Linked DNA regions of Oryctolagus cuniculus: region 2 is linked to region 1. The links are chromatin contacts, called in public Micro-C maps. All regions are on one chromosome and are shown on one strand. Each heading gives the region's core, a stretch centred on a gene start, on an enhancer-like site or on the middle of the called end of the contact. The rest is flanking DNA. Distances are from core to core; before and after follow the strand shown.

Region 1 (4,049 bases), core at 1,498-3,997:
CGCTTTTCCCTTCGTCGTCGCCGTCGCTGCTTGTCCTCCATCACCGCCTCATCAGTGTCAATGATATGGTCAATATCATGGGACCGAGGACACTGTGGTCCCAGGGGGCACCAGCCATAGGCCTAGAGATAAAAAAGGGGGAGGCTTAGGAAGGGAATCCATGCATCGGAACCTCCCTAGCCCAGCCAAGTGCTCTCACCGAGAAGTTGTCACAGATGCTGGTAGGATGGGGTTGGTGGGTTGCAGGGGGCATGCAGCAACGGTAGTCAATATGGGCCCTCATGCTAGAAGGATAGTTGCAGAACTCCAGGGTAAGGTGTGGGCCACCAGCTGTCCGCTGCTTCCCATTTTCCCGCTCACTGCAACAGCACAACCATTAACATAAGCGCCACTAGAGCAGTATTTGTTCTGTTCACTGCTGAATCCTCAGCACCTAAGACAACGCCTGACACATGGTAGGCACTCGATAAATATCGTGAGTGGATGAAATAGGCTTGGACCAAGTCCCACCCTTCCCTCAACCATTCTCTCACCATTTCCGGAAGGCATATTCTAAGTAGGAGGCCATGAAGCGGGTATGAAACTCAGCAGCATATTTGGTGTCATAAATGCCTGCTGGGAACATCTCACACAGGTCAGCCGTGAAGGTTCCCAGGCTCTCGGGCAGGTGTGCGTAGAAATTCTGGTATAGGAATACCAAGTCTATAAGGCCATTGTGTAGTACCAGAGGCCGGCGGGCCCGAATTAGCTCCAGGAACAGTGTCCGTACTGACTGGCTCTGGCTCTCATCACCCTAGGTGGGAGAAAAGAGGTCATAGGGAAGGAAACATTCCCCTACCTGGAAAACTCTCCCTCTCTCTAAGCCAGGGCTACCAACCTTTGTTATCAGTCACCTTTCCCCAGCCCTGAAACTAGTGATTCCCCATATTCCCTAAGAAGCAGATTCTCCCCAGGCATCTAGCTAGCGTCTGAGGAAGAGAAGTCCCAGAAGACATAGACTCAAGGCTAGAGAAGCTGCAGGCCTACCTTGTCATTTCCTTTATGGTAGGGGATGCCTTGGGCATACTGCCGGTTGAAGTTAAAGCCATGCTGTACCAGGAACTGCACAGACTTTGGTTCTATGACATATTCTTCCATGCACAGCAGGGTGAGATTGAACACTTGGGCCAAATAGGTGTGTTTTCCCTAGAAGAAAAAGAGGGTCTACTATATCAAAATTTGGGAGGAAAAAACATTACACTCAATGTTCCTCAGGATCTCACTCCCTCCTCCCCTTAGCCATAGACCTGAGAGGGGGGTGCCATTAGCCCATACCTTTTCTGGCTGCTGCTTAAAGCAGGCGAGGCCCAGGGAGAGGATAGAACGGGTTCTGGCAGCATGACACACGGCCTTGTAACGTTCCTCGATGCACCTTAGGTTGGGTTTGGGGGTGGCTATGGCTAGGAGGTAGCTTCATGAAAGACCCAAACTATCCAGGACTGTGACAGTACCCCCTTCCCCCACCAACTCCAGGGTTGAGGTCTGCCCTTCTTGCCAGGGTTGGGACTAAAAAGAACAGGGATTATACTTACTGGTTCAGCAAACTCTTTCTGTCCCCAAGTCCACTCAGTTCCTATGCGTGCATAAAGGGAGGGTTGTGACAGGTCCCTAACACCAACCCATTCAGAACCACCCACCCCCCTATTTCCCAATTCTCACTGTGTCCACAGCCACAAAGCTAGATGTCTTAATGGCCAGCAGGAGGGATGGCCACATCTCCTTGAAGTTGTCACTTTGCACATCCAACACAGGAACCTGGACTACCAGCTCCTCTCCTGATTTTGTGCTGTTGCTAACACAACCTAGGGGGGAGAGTGGTGAATATTTATGCTCTGGCAAAGGCCTATGGGAACAGATACCAAGCAAGGCCATGGGGTGGGGAAGGAGGGGCAGTTTCCAATGGTGGCTTTTCTCCAGGGTCTTTGTATCCCTCTTGTTCCATACACAGGCCTTCCAGTGGTCAGTGCCCTGAATTTGAACAGAGGAAGCCTGAGTCTGCCAGGGGATTAATGTGACACTTTGGGGACATTTCTTCCCCTCAGTGTCACAATCATCAAGGGGGAGGTTGGGCTACACGACCTTTGCGGTTCCTTTTCCCATACTCTGCGGGAAGTTTGTGCAGAGCTCTCTAATATCCCACAAGGCTGCACACTATTGTTCCCACAATGCCCCCAAAGCCACAGGCAACAGCTCCCAATATTCCCCATGGCCTGATAACACCCCACTTCCTCCGGACCACAACGCCCAGCGTGCCCCACTCTCCGAATCACAACTATCAACAGCTCTGAGCTCCAGACTACATCTCCCGGCACGCCCCACCACCGCTGACTACCTCCCAACACGCCAGGATAGTGCCGCCGAGCCGCGATGCACACTGGGACTTGTAGTCTTCCCGTGGCTGGCTCGGGCAAGAGCTAGTGCTCTTGAAGCCTGAAGTCTGTCTCCAGGACTAAGAGCACGAGGCCTTCCCCGTCCCGGCGCTCATAGGCGTTTAAAGCGGTCCCCGGGAAGCCGCTCACCGCCAGAGGCCGCTGGAGCCGAAGCTGCGCCATCGTGATTGCTGGCGGCCATGACGCCGCGCTTCCCTCGCTGGAGTTGTAGCAGGGTTCGCGGGACTTCCGCTTCGTCTCCTGGCGCGACTCGGGCTGTCGGCTATGGGGCGGGGTCTCGCCCTCCGGGTTCTCAATGGGTCGGACTTCCGTTCAGACCTCCCGGGTCTGGGTTGGGGGCGTGGGCCTAGCGCGCGCTGAGAGCCTATTGGCTGGTCCGGCCGGCTCGCTGCCAGATTGGCAGGAGCCACGCCCTCTGGCGTGCCCCCGCGAGCTGGGCGCGGGAGAACAAGCAGGAGGTAATGTCTTAAACAGCGCGCGCGAGAATGGGGCTACGGCATCGGGCTGTCTTCATCAGGGCGGCGCGAGGGATGAGGCTGGCGGAGGCGGGCTTCCCAGAGGGAGCGTCGCTGCCAAGCGCTGAGCGTGGAGCATGCCCCGGAGTTAGGCCAAGGGAGGGCTGTCTTCTGCTCGGCAGATTTCGAGAGGAGGGTTCGCGGGACTTCCGCATGAGCTTCCGGGAAGTGAAAGTGGCGGGCAGCCGGGCACAGGATGAGGCTGCAGAGTGGGTAGAGCGACCGGACTAGCCGGGAAGCTAGGTCGATGGTTATGTGGGCTTGAATTACAGGTGCAGTAGTAGGGATGGTGATAAAGGGGCAGATTGTAAAGCGCTTGGGGAGCACAGTTGGCCCAGAAGGTGACCGAAAGGGACTGCTAGTTAGAGAGGTGGCCTGTCGGAGACCAGTCTCTCGTGCTCTGGTTCTCATCCCCTTGGCCCGTCAACACTTTCTTCCTTGGCTATTCACTTGTTTCTCGTTCATCTTCAACTTTCTCTCTCTACGGAGTCCTTATCAGTATTCACAATTGCATGAATTTTTTCCATCCTGACAAAGGGAAAGCCCCTTCAACGATCTCACGTGTCACTAATTCGTTTAACAAGTTATGTATTGCGTCCAGTTTACCTGGCATTATCAGGACACAACAGCCAACAGAAGAGACCCTGACCTTGCCTTTATGTTGTTTTTTTATAGCCGTGGTAGAAACAGACACTGACCAAAAGAATCACTGTAAGTGTGAGATCGCACCTGATGTGGGAGCTACCGTGGAGAGCTGCGAGGATATGACTGGGGGTCTGATCTGAAAAACGATTAGGTGTTAGGTAAAGCGTGCAAGAGTTGTCCAGGCGGAGGAAATGGATTGCATGAGGCCTCAAAGTGGGCCAACACGGGAGCATGGAAGCAACCAAATTCTGGCCGACGTGGCTGGAGCATGGTCAGAGAGATGAGGCGGATGAGGTCCTGATCAGTGGAGCCGCAAGGCTTTGGGAAGAGGCGGGGCTCCTAACAGCAAGGGGGCCGGGTGATGCCAAAGCCTTCCCAGTGGCCTCCAAGGCAGTTTGTCATCCGGCTCTACCTGCCCTCTACCTCTCAAGCCTCATGTAGCGTGTACCCTCTCCTCACT
Region 2 (4,505 bases), core at 1,523-4,022, 570 kb after region 1:
ATAAATTAATACATTCTTGAAAAGCAGGGTGGGGGAGGAGGGCTCTGAATGCCCTGCTAAGATTAGACTATTTTCCCAAAGGCAATATTTAAGCTAGGGTGAGACACAATAGGAAATATATTCCTAAACAAACAACAAAAACAAAAAAGTCACAAGGCACTGTGAAGAGCCTGTTTAAAGGAATTTTGGGAACAGATAAAGGAAAGCATCCACTCCTTGTATTTCTGAGCTATGCCAGCTGCACACCTACCACAGGCATTATGCTCAGCAAGTCCTTCACATGTGCTGTCTCCTTAGGCTCTGTGAAAGACGGTTCAAGACTCTTATTCACCCCTGTATTCCTGGCACACAACATACTGTCTAGCATTTTGGAACCAGTCCAAAAGGATTTAAGTGAGTTCTCCTAGCAGCCCTAATAGGTAGACATTACCATCTTTGCTTTATAGATGAGGAGACACTTTCTAAGAGAGGCAGAGCATGCCTGCGAACACACAAACAGCTGCACGAGAATCCAGGCTTTAACAGTGACATTTTCACCACACCACAATGTCTCTAGAACATCAATGCTTGTCACAGCTCTCCTCTCTTCAGATTCCTCCCAGGGCTCCCCACTGTTTTCAGAAGAAAATCTAATATCTTAGTGTCGGAGAGAAAGGTCCTCTAGGTTCCTTCTGTACCGGTTTTGCTGAGCCAAGCATCCTGAGCCTTCCACTGCCCACAGCCTTCTTCACCCACAGTCCCCGCGGGTGCCATCTTGCTGCCTCAGCTAAGCTTTCACGGCCCAGAAACCCAGCCCGCCCTCAGCGAGCTCCCAGCTCCGAGCCGCTCTAGCACTACTCATCGGCACCATTCCTCATGACCTGACTTCTGTTCGCTGTTTCACAAACTGAGCTACTGATTTCGCTCTCCGGATGATACCACGGGCAGTGTGCATTCAGAACCGAGCGTGGGTGAACGCGGTTTTTGGATTCTGTGCAGCCTGCGCTCTGTGGATACATCAGAATCTTCTGACTGCTTCAGTTTAGAGCAGGCTTCACTACACAAAATCCCAGTGCACGCAAGGAGGGCTGTTTTTCAGATTAGGGAAGACACGCAGCATCAGAAATTGGGCTTTCAGAGGTTCTTGCACAGATTCTTTACACAGGAAGATATTAACTGTGGTGGACGTATTCATCACACCTACCTCTTTGCCCTTTGTGGTACCTCCTTCTGTCCACTCCACTGAAATGCAAGATTTCTCCAAGCTCACAGTCCTTATGATGGCACTGTGTATCAAGCCTAAAACACAGAAAGACCAGAGTCACCCGCCTGCTTCCTAACGGCTTCATTTTTAGGATCGTACAGACTCCCAATGTTAACTTGGACAAAGAGGCAGCTGAATTTTTTTTCTTTTTTAAGCACCAAGAGACAAATCTGGGACTTCACCCTTAGACATCTCACAGTGAAGTAGGCAGGAAACAGGTCTTTAAATGAGTTGCATGGGATAAGGCTTCACTCCCACTCAAAAAGAGAACCCTCAGGTACAGGCATTACGCTCGCAGGTCAGATGTCTGCGCACTACATCAGAGTACCTGGCTTTATTTATTTTTTATTGACAGGCAGAGTGGACAGTGAGAGAGAGAGAGAGAGAAAGGTCTTCCTTTGCCGTTGGTTCACCCTCCAATGGCCGCAGCGGCCGGCGCACCGCGCTGATCCGAAGGCAGGAGCCAGGTGCTTCTCCTGGTCTCCCATGGGGTGCAGGGCCCAAGCACTTGGGCCATCCTCCACTGCACTCCCGGGCCACAGCAGAGGGCTGGCCTAGAAGAGGGGCAACTGGGACAGAACCCGGCGCCCCGACCGGGACTAGAACCCGGTGTGCCGGCGCCGCAAGGCGGAGGATTAGCCTAGTGAGCCGCGGCGCCGGCCACGAAAGAGTTTCTGATCAACGTGAGAGTCAATTCAGTCATGCGAACTGCGCTGAACACAACACTGAGGATCCGGACATCTCCGACCACTCTCCTAAAATCAGGAAGATTGCACCTGTCTGAGCCGCAGCAGCTGCGTAGCCCAAGAGCACCGCATTACACGCTTCCCAAGAGCAAGGATCTTGTCCGTCTTGTTGATTCTGAACACCACTGCCTGACACACTGCAACTCACCAACTTCTGTCGGAGTAGAGGGGCCACAGAACCGATATCCCCAAAAAAGCGCGGAAGTTTCAGGGGAGAATTCTGGAAGGGAACTACATCTAATTTCAGCCCTAATTTAATTTCCCTGGCAGGTCCAATGACCACGGAGAAGCTCCGCCCACTCCCGGAGTGCAGGGACCCCAAACCAGCACAGAGGTTTCTGCCCTTACGTAGGGAAGACCGACTGCCAGTGTAGAAACCCCGACCCTGCGTTTGCGGGGAAAATTCCCAACAGCGTCTCGGGGCCCTGCCGTTTGAGAGCAGGGTAGTAATTTCAGCCCTCTCTGTTCATAGCTCCCCATGGCCTCGGGACACAGCCCCTCACCATTACTGCGTTGGATCTTGATGGTGAGACCGGGAAACAGGCGCGCCGGAAGCGATGACTCCATGGGCATTCGGAGGTCCTCCAGGAAGAAAAATGCGAAATGCCAAGAAATCACAACTCTGCTAAACCTCCGAATTCGCAAACCGCCGTAGTTTAAACCCCGCGCGCCAGCGTCCCTGATGACGTCACATGCTGCGCCAGCCTCGCTTCCGCCAGTCAGCGGTGCCCTGCGGGGCCTTGTGGGATATGTAGTTCCCAGCCCGTTTGCCGGCGCTCGGGACAGCCTGTTCGTCTAGCCACACCCGCGAGCGCTGTGCCTGCCGGGAGTTTTGCCGGAAGTTGGCGTGAAAGCGCTGTTCTTGCGTTGAGTACCGCGTCCGTGTCTCTCTGACGGGTGTGTAGTGCTCGGTGTTTGAGAGTGAGGGCCCCGTACCCTACAGCCATGGTTCAGATCCTGGCTTGTTCAGTTGCTAGTTCAGGCTCTGCTAATGCGCCTGGGAAAGCAGAGGACGGCCCATGTATTTGGGTGCCTGCCACCCCGTGGGAGACCAGAATGCAGATCCTGGCTTCAGCCTGGTCCCAAACTGACCGTTGCAACCATTTGGGGAGTGCACCGCTAGATGGAAGATCTCTCTCTCTCTCTCACTTTGCCTTTCAAATAAATAAATAAATCTTTTAAAAAGTTATGGGAGATCATTGGTTTATTGGACTCCTGCTCTAGGCACCAGTGGCCAAACCAGAATTGAGTCACTTATGCTGAAGTTCAGTCACTATGCTGAAATTAAGTTGTTTATCTGACTTCCTAGAAATCGAGAGGGTGAGAGATAAGAACCAAATCCCATGACAAGCCAGCTCTCCCTGTCATGATAAGTGACTTTCAAGGTTAACACTCACAGTGAAAGTAAGTTTGAAACAACCAATCTGGTTTTTGTTCTGATTCTGCTTTCCTCAGCCTTCTCTGAGGGTAAAAACCAACCTCCCAGGGCAAGCATTTGGTCTGGCAAGCCCCTGGGTGGAACCTCTGCATCCAATTACTGAGTGCCTGGGTTCACATCCCAGCTCCGCTCCTGCTTCCAGCTGCCTGCTAATGCACGCCCTATTGGCAGCAGGTGATGGCTCAGTTAGTGAGGTCCTGGCCACCTATGTGGAAGACCTGGATGGGGTTTCCCGCTCCTTGGCTTTGGCCTGACCCAGTACTAGCTCTCGCTGGCATTTGGAGAGGGAACCTGCAGATGGGAGCTCTCTTTCTGTCTCTGTTTGCCTCAGAGAAGAAAGAAAACCAGTCTCCTCGCTTAGCTCAGTGCAACAACTCATTCTGTTTTATGGAAATAAAGTGTTGCCTGATTCTAGAATCACAAGTAAAAGACAATTGAGGTCTTTGTATTTTAAAAAGATGCATTTATTTTACTTGAAAGGCAGTCACACAGAGAGAGTGAAAGGCAGAGAGTGATATCTTCCATTCGCTGGTTCACTCCCCAAATGGCCCTAATGGCCAGAGCTGGGCTGGTCCGAAGCCAGGAGCTTCCTCCAGGTCTCCCATGTGGGTGGCAGGGGCTCACGCTCTTCTGCTGCTTTCCCAGACACATTAGCAGGGAGCTGGATCAGAAGTGGAGCAGCCAGAGCTCGAACCAATGCCTTTATGGGATGCTGGTGCCACAAGCAGTGGCTTAACCTTCCGTGCCTTAATATTATAGCCGCTTCTTCTGGGTCTCAAGTCCATCTTCTACTGCTTTCCCAGGCCATAGAGGAGAGCTGGATTGGAAGTGGAGCAACTGGGTCTCGAACCGGCGCCCATATGGGATGCCAGTGCTTCAGGCCAGGGCATTAATCTGCTGCACCACAGCACCGGCCCCCCAATTTTATTATTATTTTTTCCCTTTTTTTTGACAGGCAGAGTGGACAGTGAGAGAGAGACAGAGAGAAAGGTCCTTTGACAGGCAGAGTGGACAGTGAGAGACAGAGAGAAACAGACAGAAAGGTCTTCCTTTACCATTGGTTCACCCTCCAATGGCC

Evidence for each region. A called contact is a pair of places that touch in the nucleus more often than the background predicts.
Region 2: a Micro-C map of ear pinna shows a contact between it and region 1, with 5 times the contacts expected there. The contact joins the promoter of KIF2C here to the promoter of MUTYH in region 1. A contact is called at or near these places in 3 of 6 Hi-C or Micro-C datasets (ear pinna, psoas muscle and an unstated tissue).

Annotation. Positions count from the first base shown.
Region 1 is chr7:127,558,728-127,562,776 of mOryCun1.1, forward strand. MUTYH (mutY DNA glycosylase) reads left to right here and starts at 2,748. Exons shown (of 16, transcript XM_051857857.2): 1 at 2,748-2,887. It overlaps TOE1 (target of EGR1, exonuclease), which reads right to left and starts at 2,688. Exons shown (of 8, transcript XM_002715140.5): 1 at 2,559-2,688; 2 at 1,699-1,841; 3 at 1,572-1,612; 4 at 1,315-1,411; 5 at 1,027-1,185; 6 at 534-793; 7 at 200-359; 8 at 1-122. The coding sequence starts at 2,610.
Region 2 is chr7:128,131,089-128,135,593 of mOryCun1.1, forward strand. KIF2C (kinesin family member 2C) reads right to left here and starts at 2,773. Exons shown (of 21, transcript XM_002715148.5): 1 at 2,493-2,773; 2 at 1,184-1,278. The coding sequence starts at 2,562.